4 separate regions of the Mus musculus genome follow, and regions 2, 3 and 4 are each linked to region 1. A link is a contact called in public ChIA-PET and HiChIP or PLAC-seq data. All regions are on one chromosome and are shown on one strand. Each heading gives the region's core, a stretch centred on a gene start, on an enhancer-like site or on the middle of the called end of the contact. The rest is flanking DNA. Distances are from core to core; before and after follow the strand shown. Region 1 holds the start of Setd3 (SET domain containing 3). Region 2 overlaps Gm33682 (a long non-coding RNA gene). Region 3 holds the start of Degs2 (delta(4)-desaturase, sphingolipid 2). Region 4 holds the start of Slc25a47 (solute carrier family 25, member 47).

Region 1 (2,700 bases), core at 64-2,563:
ACACCAGCCAGGGTTACGTAGGAAGACAGCCAGTCTGTGATAACTGATTTTAAACACTGAGTGACTTATGGAAAGCTGTGTTTTATTGGTAGTCCAAAGTTAAGAACACCACCAAGAATACATTAGGCAGGTTAAACTGCTTAAACGTTTTCAGATTAACATATACATGTTATTTCTCAACTTAATAAAGATCAGTTCCCCTAACACCGAGGCAAACAAGCACTCAGGAGAGGATGACGTCTGGGTAAGAACGAGTCTTATCGAGGAAGTCCCTTTTCATTCCTGGTCCTACCTGAGTTCCGTGGTTCAAGAGTCACGGAACACTTTCCAAAGCCTCAATCCTACTTAACAGAGGGATCCACAAGCCGTGGGTGACCGGGTCGGTCTGAGGCAGGGTCTGTGCGTGTAAGCCCCGCCACCCTTTTATTCCTCGGCTAGGAATCCCCCAAACCGCAACCACTTTCCTCTGCGAGGTCAGCTTCCAGTTCCAGGCATTAGCGGCGCACCCCAGAGGACCCGACCCTGTCCCGAAGCTCCCTCGCCGCCAACCCCGCGTCGCCTGCTAATTTCAACGTGCATCAGGGATTCCAAGGAGGGCGGTGGAATCCGGGAAGCCGGACTCTTCCGTAGAACCCAGGCAGCTGGAAAATACCCTCCTCGGACCACCAGGAGCGCAGACGGTGGGCGGCGCTGCCCGCGGCCAGCTAGATACTCACCCCTCGCCTCAGGCAAAACCCTCAGCGACGTCTCTCCTTCCTGACAGCAGCCATCTTGGAGGTGGAATGTCGGGGAACTACGTCATTTCCCTGCGTCTCGGGACGTTAAGAAGCGGCCGGAGGGGGCGGCGAAAGTCAGGTGCCTGTCAACCAATTAGAAGAAAGTAAAGCTAAAAAAAAGAAAAAAAGTAACAAGTCAACAGTCGCCGCTCCGCCTACCCTGCGGCCTTGTGGACTGCGGCCCGTAGGGGGAGGGGAAACACTCGCACACACCCTCCCATCGCCCCACCCCCTTGGCGAAAGGGAGTTCGGGAGCAACCGAACCTGTTAACGGAACTTCGGCCCGGAGGCGGAGCCAGGGCTCCCGTCGTTCAATCACAGCGCGAGATCTAACCAATCGAGTCTTCGGATACGGCTCCGCCCCGGTTGCTGATGTCCAATGGCTGATCAGCACCCTGGCTGGCGGGCGGATGGGCGGCGGGGCGGAGCCGCGCCGAGGCGTGTTAGGTGCGGGCCAATGAACGGCGGCGGCGGCCCGTGGGCGGGGCCCAGGGGCGGGCGGAGCCGGGTTGGGCCTAGGCGGCGGGGCTGTCTCTGGCTGCCGTCCAGCCCCTCCCGTCCGGCCGCCGCCGCCACCGCCGCCGCCGCCGCCTGGGGGTTGGTTGAGGCGGACGGTGGGGTCCCGGCCGGAGTGTGGCGCCGCCGCTGCGCGAAGACGAAGCGGGCAGGTGAGTGCGGACGGCAAGCACCCGCGTGCGGCCCGCGGGCTGAGGGGACGGGGTTCCACCGCTCCTTAAGGAGGTGAGGCCGAGCGTGCGGACTCCGAGGTCCGGTGCTCGGCCGCGACCGAGTTCTCAGGGCCTGGGAGGCTGTGGGCTCCGAGGCCCGGCAGGCCCGGTCCCTGAGGGGACTGGCGAGCGTCTGCAGCTTCCCTCTTCCACCGGGACGGGGGCAGGCGGCAGGTTCAGGGCGCGGCCTGGGCGCGGCCTGGGCGCCGCCCTCGGGTACGGCCGGGGCCCGGAGTGCGCGCGGGGCGCTGGGACTGCGTGCGGCGGGCTGCAGCCTTGGTTTCCTTCCTCCGGTGGCAGGCGCACGCGGCTTGGGGCCGAGGCCCCTCTGCAGCTCTCTGTTGCCCACGGGGAGCCCGGCCCCCGCGCCTTGTCCTCCACTGCCCGCTCGCAAAGGCGGGCGTAGAAAATAGGTCAGGTTTCTTCCCACGCGCCCCTGGCCGAGGTCCACACGCGACGAGCGCGCTGCGAGAGAGAAGCGGTCCGTGCTCTCGGAGTTTGCCATTCCGATTTTCAACTCTTCCTTCTTGCGGCTGCAGCCTGGGCATGCGACTCTGCCTCTTCTCCCCGCCTGCCACTCTTGGAGAAGGAGCTGATTAGTGACGTGCGCCACTGGCTGCCGAGGGGCCTCACCCCCTCCGCGTCGTGTCGGGAGAGGACGTTGGTGCGTTTCTGGAGGGGTGCACGCGTAAAGATGACTCGGGACATGCTGTAATCCATTTCTAAACGAAAACGGTGTTGTTACCGAAGTAAACACATTTGAACAGGATGTTGACAGCCATCTTGCCTTTGCAGACCCTTAGAAGATTGAGGTTTTACTGATAGATGTAACAGAACTGCATCCAGGAAGGCTGAGGCAGGGAATCCGGAGTTTCAGGCCTGCCAGAGCTACATAGGGAGACCCTTTCAAAAAACACACAAAAACTAAAACCAGACTTGGACACTGAAAGTGTGGGTTTTTCATATGTGATACTGTTCCCATTTCCCTTTCAAAGGCGATGCTGAGGGTGTTTTTAAAATGAGTTTTAAACAGTGATAGTCTTGGGGAGTTTTAAGTGAACGCACCCTTAAAATACAGCAGTATAAAAGGACATTTCCTCCCCAAGTTAAAAAGTTTGTCTAGACTCACTGGAACCTACAGTGTGTATGTAGGCTCCTACCTGTAGAGGCTCACTTTATAGATGGGTCTCTGGGGC
Region 2 (2,700 bases), core at 84-2,583, 580 kb before region 1:
GGAGGGAACCCACACTGACCGCAGCAGAGCAGAGGAAGGAATAGAGCTAGCCGCGTGCCGGGGCATCACCTTAGGTTCACTGGTAACTGAAGAGTGTCCTAGGGGCTGGCGTGATGGCTCAGCGGGTAAGAGCACTGACTGCTCTTCTGAAGGTCCTGAGTTCAAATCCCAGCAACCATATGGTGGCTCACAACCACCCATTATTGAGATCTGACACCCTCTTCTGGTGCATCTGAAGACAGCTACAGTGTACGAATATATAATAATAAATAAATCTTTAAAAAAAAAAAAAGAAGAAGAGTGTCCTAGCTAAAGACCCACGCTTTAAACAGTTATTTATGCCACTGGCAGGTCGCAGAAAGTTCTGCTCTTCTTCCCCATCTGCCCCCTCAGCGCTTCTTAGGTTGTTAGCTGGAAAGAAAGGATAGGGACTGACCTCAGCCTCCAGTGGCAGGTGAGCACGGAGGAGTTTGGCTGGGCCTTGACCCTGTCATTATGGTGGCAAAGACTTGGGATGCCAGTAGCGTACCTCAGTTCTAGTTCAAAAGTCTCAGAGCCAGAAAAGCCCTGGTATAACTCAGCCCTGGGAACTCAGGACTACTGGGGCATTCAAGTCCTGGCAATACAAGGAAGACCTGTCTCTGAGTGCTGAGGGCAGGGCTGCCCTGGAGACAGAGACACACCCAGAACAGAACTCCACCAACTTTCTAGGGATTCCTAATCCAGTCAAGCCCATACTGACAGGGCTCCATGCATGGCTTTGGGCAATTGACCTAAAGTCTGAGTCCCAGCAAGTAGGCAGTTCTGGTTGTCAAGGGGAGTGTGATAATACATTTCTAGGAAGCACAGGGGTGTAAGAAGAGGTCTGGCTGTCAACAGGAGACCTAAATTCACTGGTCTCTAGTGTTCAATCCACTGCCCTTGGGTTTGGACTTTATGATGTCCATGAAAATACCCCAGAACACTCTAACCTGTATGTTTTCTGCTTGTTTCTATGTGGGCTTTACCTGTAACTTGCAGTAGGAGCCCCCAGATGTTCATGGACCTGGATTGGGGACAAAGCTCACCAGCCTGCTTCTGTAAGGATCCTCTGCACCAAAGGACAGGGCCACTTATAATCTGTGTCTTGCCAGAGCCTGGTATAGCTCGGAAGTAATAGCTAAAGTCCAGTCTCTCATTGCACAGAATAAAAAGCCAAATTTAAGCCATTCAGAATCTGTCAATGTATTGGGTCACGGTTTTCCTAGCCTTGACAGTGCATAAGGAACCCAGGGTGTATGCATATGCATGCAGATGTCAGAGGAGGTCAGAAGAGGGCAGCACATCCCCTGAGTCTAGAGTTAAAAGTGCTTATCAGCTGCTAACCATACATAGGTGCCAGGAGCCAAGCTAGGCGCAGGAGAAACAGTCCCAGATGTGGCGCGGCGGGGAGACCAGTTCAGCTGTGGCCTCATAGAACAATAGGCCAGGTCACTTCCCCCAAGACTTCCCCAGCCCCGAGAACAGCAGTCTAAGAGAGCGCACCACTGCAGTGCACAGGTACACACACTGCACGGGAGCCCACAGAAGTGGGAAGTGGGAGAGGTTGCAGCTGGCTGGCTGGGGCCCAGCTACAAGGACCGGCATGTTGCTTTCCAAAGAGCATTTCCAGGGTCCCTTCATGGAAAGAGCCTCTGTGGACAGCAAGATAATGGAGGGTGTAGACCACAGAAGGAAGCTACCTGATTAAGGATGATAAGGGGTGAAGCAGGAGTTGCTTTCATGTGGGAGGGACAGAAGCCCACTGGAGGAGGGGACACAGTGCAAATATTGCTAAGTGAACCTAGTAGCCTAGTAGGACAGCCCCAGTTCAGTAGGACAACCCCTGGAGCACCTAACCATGGTAGAGACCTGCAAAACCAGGAAGTGGGTGGCAGGCCTCTTCTACCTACTGCATGGTTCATGGGAGAGCACGGCAGAGCTAGCTTCCTGAAGCAGTCCTGAGCAGGGCCTCTTGCTTCTCCCTGCCTGCTTGGGTGGGAAAGGTTGCATGTACATGAAGAGATGGGTCAATAAGGCTGCCTTGGGCCTAAAGACAAAGGCACAGTAAGAACTGAGCCCTGGCAACCTGGCTTGGGTACCAAAATGGGATGCAGAAAGCTTTGGTGTTCCATGGAGGGTGGGTGAAAGGCATTGTAGGTCCCCTAAACCTGGCCATGAGATAACGTCCCAGTGGCTTCCCCCAGTACCCTGGGAGGAAGGCAGATCGGAACAGAACTGATTAACAGCTGTCTGGAAGGAAACCAAAGGTGAGTGGACATTCTCCCAACATTCCAATACACAACTTCCCTAAAGCCTCAGCAACTGATACTATTTCTTCTTGTTCTTCTTCTTGTTCTTCTTCTTGTTCTTCTTCTTGTTCTTGTTCTTCTTCTTCTTGCTCTTGTTCTTCTTGTTCTTCTTCTTGTTCTTGTTCTTGTTGTTGTTGTTGTTCTTCTTCTTGTTCTTCTTCTTTTTGTTCTTGTTCTTGTTCTTCTTGTTCTTTTTCTTGTTCTTCTTCTTGTTCTTCTTCTTGTTCTTCTCCTTCTCCTTCTCCTTCTCCTCCTTCTTCTCCTCCTTCTTCTCCTCCCTCTCCCTCTCCCTCTCCCTCTCCTCCCTCTCCCTCTCCCTCTCCCTCTCCCTCTCCCTCTCCCTCTCCCTCTCCCTCTCCCTCTCCCTCTC
Region 3 (2,700 bases), core at 183-2,682, 520 kb before region 1:
GCTGTCACAGACCAAGCCCTCTCCTGCTGAAAGCTCAGAATACCCAAGATACAATTCACAGACCACATGAAGCTCAAGACAAAGGGAGACCAAAGTGTGGGTGCTTCGGTATGTCTTAGAAGGTAACAAAATACACACTGGAGCAAATACAGAGACAAAGTGTGGAGCAGAGACTGAAGGAAAGGCCATCCAGAGACTGCCCCACCCGAGGATCCATCCCATATACAGTCACTAAACCCAGACACTACTGTGGATGCCAACAAGAGCTTGCTGACAGGAGCCTGATAGAGCTGTTTCCTGAGAGGCTCTGCCAGAGCCTGCCATATACAGAGGCAGTTGCTCGAAGCCAACCATTGGACTAATCACGGGGTCCCCAATGGGGGAGTTAGAGAAAGGACTGAAGGAGCTGAAGGGGTTTGCAATCCCATAGGAAGAACAACAATATCAACCAACCAGAGCTCCCAGGGTCTAAACCACCAACCAAGGAGTATACATGGAGGGCTCTGTATATGTAGCAGAGGATGGACTTGTCAGGCATCAGTGGGAGAAGAGGCCCTTGGCCCTAAGAAGCTCGATGCCCCAGTGTAGGGGAATGAGAGGGCAGGGAGACAGAAGTGGGTGGGTAGGTGGGGGCACACCCTCATAAAAGCAGGAGGAGGGGGCATGGAATAGGGGGTTTCTGGGGGGGATGGGGAAAGGGGATAGCATTTGAAATGTAAATAAATAATAAATAAAATATCCAATTAAGAAAAAAAAAAAAAGGATGCCCGAGGCGCCTTACTTCTTAAGCCTTGCACCTGCGGATCCCCTAACCATCAATCTCCTCCCCTTTCTCTGGCTATTGAGCTACTTGTCCTACAAGATCCAGTGCAGAAGCTGCTCCAAGACCAATCTGCGCCATGGCACAGATCACCCTGAATCATGTCTATACCTCCAGCCCTCGTGTTTGACTCTTCTGCATTTTTGTTGTGTCTTTATGTCACTCTGCCTGGACACGCTGGGAAGACGTTGCTGGGGCCTGCCTGTCCCAAGCTCCAGATAGCCCTCTTCCCAGCTTCTTCTCCCCCAACATTCCCACTTACTCCCCTGTGGGGACCCGAACGCCCAAATCAGAAGACCCAGACACCCATGAGTCCCAGCGTGAACTGCGCTCCACGATAAGGCAACCCTGGCGCGGAGACAGGTGTGCACCGGAGCGCACCGCCTACAAGTTGCCTGGGGCTTTGCCACACCGCCAGGAATCCAAGATTACTGGCGGCCCCTGCAGGACTGCCAGGGTGCAGGAGTGACCGCATCTCCCAACCCAGGCCACTTGGGTTCCAGGGGACCACCGCGACCCGCCCCTAGGTCCGCCCACGAGGAGACTTAGCCTCAACTCCGCCCCTTGCCCCCGGCCCCGCCCGGGTCCCTAGGTCCCCGCCCGCGACACCTAGGTATGCTGTGACAGGTGAACACTGCGCAGCGGAGAGCTCGCTAGGGCTCCAACGTCCCCACCATGGGTAATAGCGCGGCCCGCAGCGACTTCGAGTGGGTCTACAGCGACCAGCCGCACACCCAGAGGCGCAAGGAGATGCTCGGTGAGCGCGCGCGAATCTAGCTGGGACACAGTAGCCACAATGGGGTGAATAGGATATGGGCGGGGGACAGTGCGCACGGGGGTCAGGGGTGGTGTGGTGGTGGGCCAGCGCGCCCCGCGGGTTCTTCGCCTGCAGCTAGTATGCGCCTGCTGTGTGCAGACCCTGCTCAGGAAGCAGGATATGCCTTTTTCCTTGGGGACGCGGGAGACCCCGAAGATCCCACCGGAGGATAGTAGCTTTCCTGCGGTGGATCTCTCCGAGGTCCCAGGGTGGGCACTGTCATGCGGATACCCCGCTGCGCGCTGGAGGACGCTACACTCCCTTCTCTCCAGCCATCCCTTTGGCGCTGGAGCATCTGTAAACGCTTGTATTTCATCAGATCAGCAATGCTGTTTCCTGTGGGTTTAATTCGAGTAAGTTTAACTCGCATTTATTCAACGGCCACCTTCAGTTTTAGTTGCCAGCGGCATCCGGGCTGGTCTCCTGGTCTCCAGGTTGTCGTTGGCCAGGTCTTGAACTGATAGGTCTGTTCTTGGAGCTTTCACTTTTTTGACATCTTCCTGACCGGCCCCTAAACTGTGCAAGCTTCCCTGTGACTTTTACATCTTTCAAATTCAGTTTGTGCCTGAGCTGCTGCTGCAGCTGCAATTGAGGGCTCAGGACCTAGAAACTGTTCTGTGGGTTTGTTCTTGTGGTTGTCTCCCACATGTCTGGGTTAGGCATCCTCCCTACTCTTGTGAACTTACCAGGCACAGCAGAAGGGACCTTGGTTCCCCTTCCTGTGCCACAGGAGGAGAGCAGGTGCCTGAGGGTGCTGAGGCTGGAGCAGGGGCCTCCTCAGCTTCTCCCCTGTCTCTCCAGTTTCCCTTTCTGAATTCTCTGGGCACCTGGCATTAGGTAGGGAAGACCTGTGGACAGGGACAGGGACACGTGCTCATGGGATCCAGAAAGACCACACCTGTGTGTGTCTGCATGTGCGGGTGCGCGCGCACACACACACACACACACACACACACACACACACACACACACACACACACAGAGGTGGGGGGGGGGAGGGAGGGACCTGCCAAATGTGGTCACATTCTACATTGCCTGGTACATTGCTAAGAGGATGAGGTAG
Region 4 (2,700 bases), core at 67-2,566, 670 kb before region 1:
AGCCAGCACAACCTTTGAAGAAACTCAGGGGCCAGTGAAGTGCTTGGGCTTTCTACCCCAGGGTAAAGATCCTAAGGATATTTAATCCTAGCACTTGGGAGGCAGAGACAGGCGGATTTCTGAGTTCAAGGACAGCCTGGTCTACAGAGTGAGTTCCAGGACAGCCAAGACTATACAGAGAAACCCTGTCTCGAAAAAAAAACAAAAACAAAAGATCCTAAGGATGGCAAGACCCATGGGCTAGCAGAAGAGGGAGTTCCTAGGGGCAGGATATAAAGCAAGTGCCTGACAGGAGGCTCCGATACATCTCTTAAACACTTTACCAACTCCTATCCACCCTCAAAGCCATCCTCTCTTAGGCCTCCTTTCTGTGCCTCCGCCCAGAAACATGCTGATCAGGGTCTGCGTCCCATGGCCTTGTTGCTAGGCCCCATATTCCATGGCCTCCTCTAGATCTAGAGTTCTTCAAGGACAGGCTTGGGTCCAAGTCCCTAGGACCGGGGACCCAGGCCCAGCACAGAGCAAGGATTCTCCTGACTAGGACCTTTCCTGTGGCTATAAGGAGGATGTGGCTTCCATGTGACTTCCTGTGACACCAACACTCAGGGGAGCAGCCAGCCTCAGGATGGTGTAGGTCAAGACCCTGGCAGCAGAGCCAAGGCCAGGAGCCATCCTCCCTGAAGCTGAAGCTGGGACTCTCTTTCCTTTCTAGCCCCCAGGCTGTTCCCAGCAGTGAGAAACAGCCACCCACAGCTATCTATTTCACAATAGCTGCAGGGCCAAGGGTGCCTCACTCAAAGTAGCCTCACAGCCTGAGGATCAATGGTGCTCACAGGGAGTCCAGCAGGCAGCCACCTCTGAGGGAGACAGTTTCAGCCGCAGGGGAGCTAGATGTTAGCAGTAGGCCTCAGTGGGCCAGAGAACCATCCGGCTGGGCCTGCTTGACATCTAGCCCCTGCTCCCTGCGAACAGAACTCCTGGGTACACAATTCTTCCCTGGAACCTTCTGTCTCTCCCCAGGACTCCAGCCATCTCAGCCCACAGGGTCAAGTTCCTGCTCCCAAGCCAGGAATCTCTAGACTGGCTCAGCCTCCTGCCTGATCTTCAAGGCTATGTGGTCCGTGCCCATGGATCTGCTCAAACCCTGACTGCACAGGGCTGCCACACACATACACACACACAAGCACACCACCCCAACCCTCCCCAGCCCCTGCGCCCCTCTATCCAAGTCTTATACCTCCAATGGCCCCAGCAACAAAATCCATGGACAGCACAGAAAATGAGAAGGTTTCCGGTGTTACTGCCAATGCCACACTGGCCGGCTCCTACAAATCCTGCAGATCTTAAATACCTGTGAGCAGAGGCGGAGCTAGGGCTGTTTAACAGGCTATTTTGATGCCCACACTCACATGCCCCACAAGGTTCGGGGTGCCAATGACCCGAGCATCGGGAAAGCATGTGAGAGGTCATGGGAGGTAGCCAGCTCCCAGACCTAAGTCTGCCTCTATCCCCAGACTCAGATTAGGCCGGGCTTCCTACTGCTTATGGTGATGGCATAAACAGTGGTCCCTTCGGAGATGTACCCCACTTTACATGTCACCTCCAGCCCTAAAAGGGAGGGAAAGCAAAAGCCTGTTCTCATCATGGAACCACCAAAACCCCAAAGGGGACTTGCCTGAGGCAGGCACTACCTAAGAGCCAATCTATTTGATGGCGGCCAGCCGATGCAGAAAGTGCAGCCTTGTCTCTATGGCTACGGCTGCTAGTTCAGTTCAGGGGCTCAAAGACGCAGGCTGCAGCCCTACAGGGGGCCTTCGAGCCAGAGAGCTGCCAAATGAAGGGAAGGGGCATGCTGACATGGGGCATTCTGCAGTTCTGTCTGAATGACCCTCAGGGCAGGGCATCAGGAGGCCACGTGTCCACCTGTTTTTCTGTTCTCCGTAGGCTGGCCTTGAACAGGCTGGTTTCAAACTAGGGATGACCCCTCGCCCTGACAGTTTGTCTATGTTTAGACAAGTCGTCAGTGCTGGCTGCCACGGCAGAGGGCAGAGGGCAGAAGAGGCCAGAAAGCATCCTGTCCAAGGCCAACCTCGATGTCCATCCTGGCCTGTGCAGGGGCATGGCTCAGCATCTGGTTGGAAGTTGACACTGCCATCTGGCTTTGTGACATCTGGCTTTGTGACAAGATCTTTGAGCTCCCTATAACCTCTGCTTCTGCACCCACAAAATCTGTGCACACACAGAGCAAGCTCCAGCTGGGTTCCTGCAGAATCGCCAGCCAAATTCATTAACAGAAGGTCGAGAGGGAGACGATGGGTTGTCGCTCTAGAGAGGAAGCTGAGCCAGATGTTACACTCAAGAAGCTAGGACCTCGGATAATGAGGGAACCTAAAACACACTATCCACCTAAGAGGACCGAGCCCCTTCAGTCCCATATTGCCAATGGTTAGGGCATCCACCCCAACAGTAGGGCCCAAGACCCCAGTTTACCCCAGACACCTTTCTCTCTCTGCCGATCTTGGTGTCTGTCCTCCATGATCTCAGTCAGGTCCAGCTGCCACTGTCCACCGACACTCCTCTAACTGTGTCATTGTTCTTGGACAGCAGCCCACCTGTCCAGGCTCCTGATGCATGCAACTAACACATGCCAGGTACCAAAGCGTAGGACTCCTCAGTAAACACAACAACCTAGTCTCTGTC

The links. ChIA-PET counts read pairs in DNA pulled down with a chosen protein or histone mark. HiChIP or PLAC-seq counts read pairs in DNA pulled down with a chosen protein or histone mark.
Region 2: an RNA polymerase II ChIA-PET map of memory CD8 T cells shows a contact between it and region 1, with 55 read pairs. The contact joins the enhancer-like site here to the promoter of Setd3 in region 1. A contact is called at or near these places in 3 of 39 promoter capture datasets (the C10 cell line, neutrophils and pre-B cells), 3 of 484 Hi-C or Micro-C datasets (the G1E-ER4 cell line, LSK cells and neutrophils), 5 of 115 datasets of contacts at active chromatin or transcription factors (bone marrow-derived dendritic cells, bone marrow-derived macrophages, effector CD8 T cells and 2 more) and 1 of 9 other capture datasets (liver).
Region 3: an HNF4G HiChIP or PLAC-seq map of pancreatic cancer cells shows a contact between it and region 1. The contact joins the promoter of Degs2 here to the promoter of Setd3 in region 1. A contact is called at or near these places in 2 of 39 promoter capture datasets (both in liver), 1 of 115 datasets of contacts at active chromatin or transcription factors (pancreatic cancer cells) and 1 of 9 other capture datasets (liver).
Region 4: a contact with region 1 is called in an H3K4me3 HiChIP or PLAC-seq map of bone marrow-derived macrophages, with 6 times the contacts expected there. The contact joins the promoter of Slc25a47 here to the promoter of Setd3 in region 1. A contact is called at or near these places in 4 of 39 promoter capture datasets (liver, neutrophils and pre-B cells) and 1 of 115 datasets of contacts at active chromatin or transcription factors (bone marrow-derived macrophages).

The regions. Positions count from the first base shown.
Region 1 is chr12:108,177,897-108,180,596 of GRCm38.p6, reverse strand. It overlaps Setd3 (SET domain containing 3), which reads left to right and starts at 1,313. Exons shown (of 13, transcript NM_028262.3): 1 at 1,313-1,444. It overlaps Ccnk (cyclin K), which reads right to left and starts at 859. Exons shown (of 12, transcript NM_009832.2): 1 at 717-859.
Region 2 is chr12:108,762,349-108,765,048 of GRCm38.p6, reverse strand. It overlaps Gm33682 (a long non-coding RNA gene), which reads left to right. Exons shown (of 2, transcript XR_381914.3): 1 at 1-2,288. Among named protein-coding and RNA genes, the nearest start is that of Gm33682, 3.7 kb to the left of the region's middle. Within about 2 kb of position 1,333, at least 84 of the 459 cell types and tissues checked have an H3K27ac peak or open chromatin away from gene starts, as enhancers often do. A contact at or near this core is called in the G1E-ER4 cell line, memory CD8 T cells, neutrophils and 1 more, where this site is marked.
Region 3 is chr12:108,701,038-108,703,737 of GRCm38.p6, reverse strand. It overlaps Degs2 (delta(4)-desaturase, sphingolipid 2), which reads left to right and starts at 1,432. Exons shown (of 3, transcript NM_027299.5): 1 at 1,432-1,577. The coding sequence starts at 1,496. It overlaps Gm40572 (a long non-coding RNA gene), which reads left to right. Exons shown (of 4, transcript XR_872978.2): 4 at 1-214.
Region 4 is chr12:108,849,745-108,852,444 of GRCm38.p6, reverse strand. Slc25a47 (solute carrier family 25, member 47) reads right to left here and starts at 1,316. Exons shown (of 6, transcript NM_001012310.2): 1 at 1,238-1,316. The coding sequence starts at 1,265.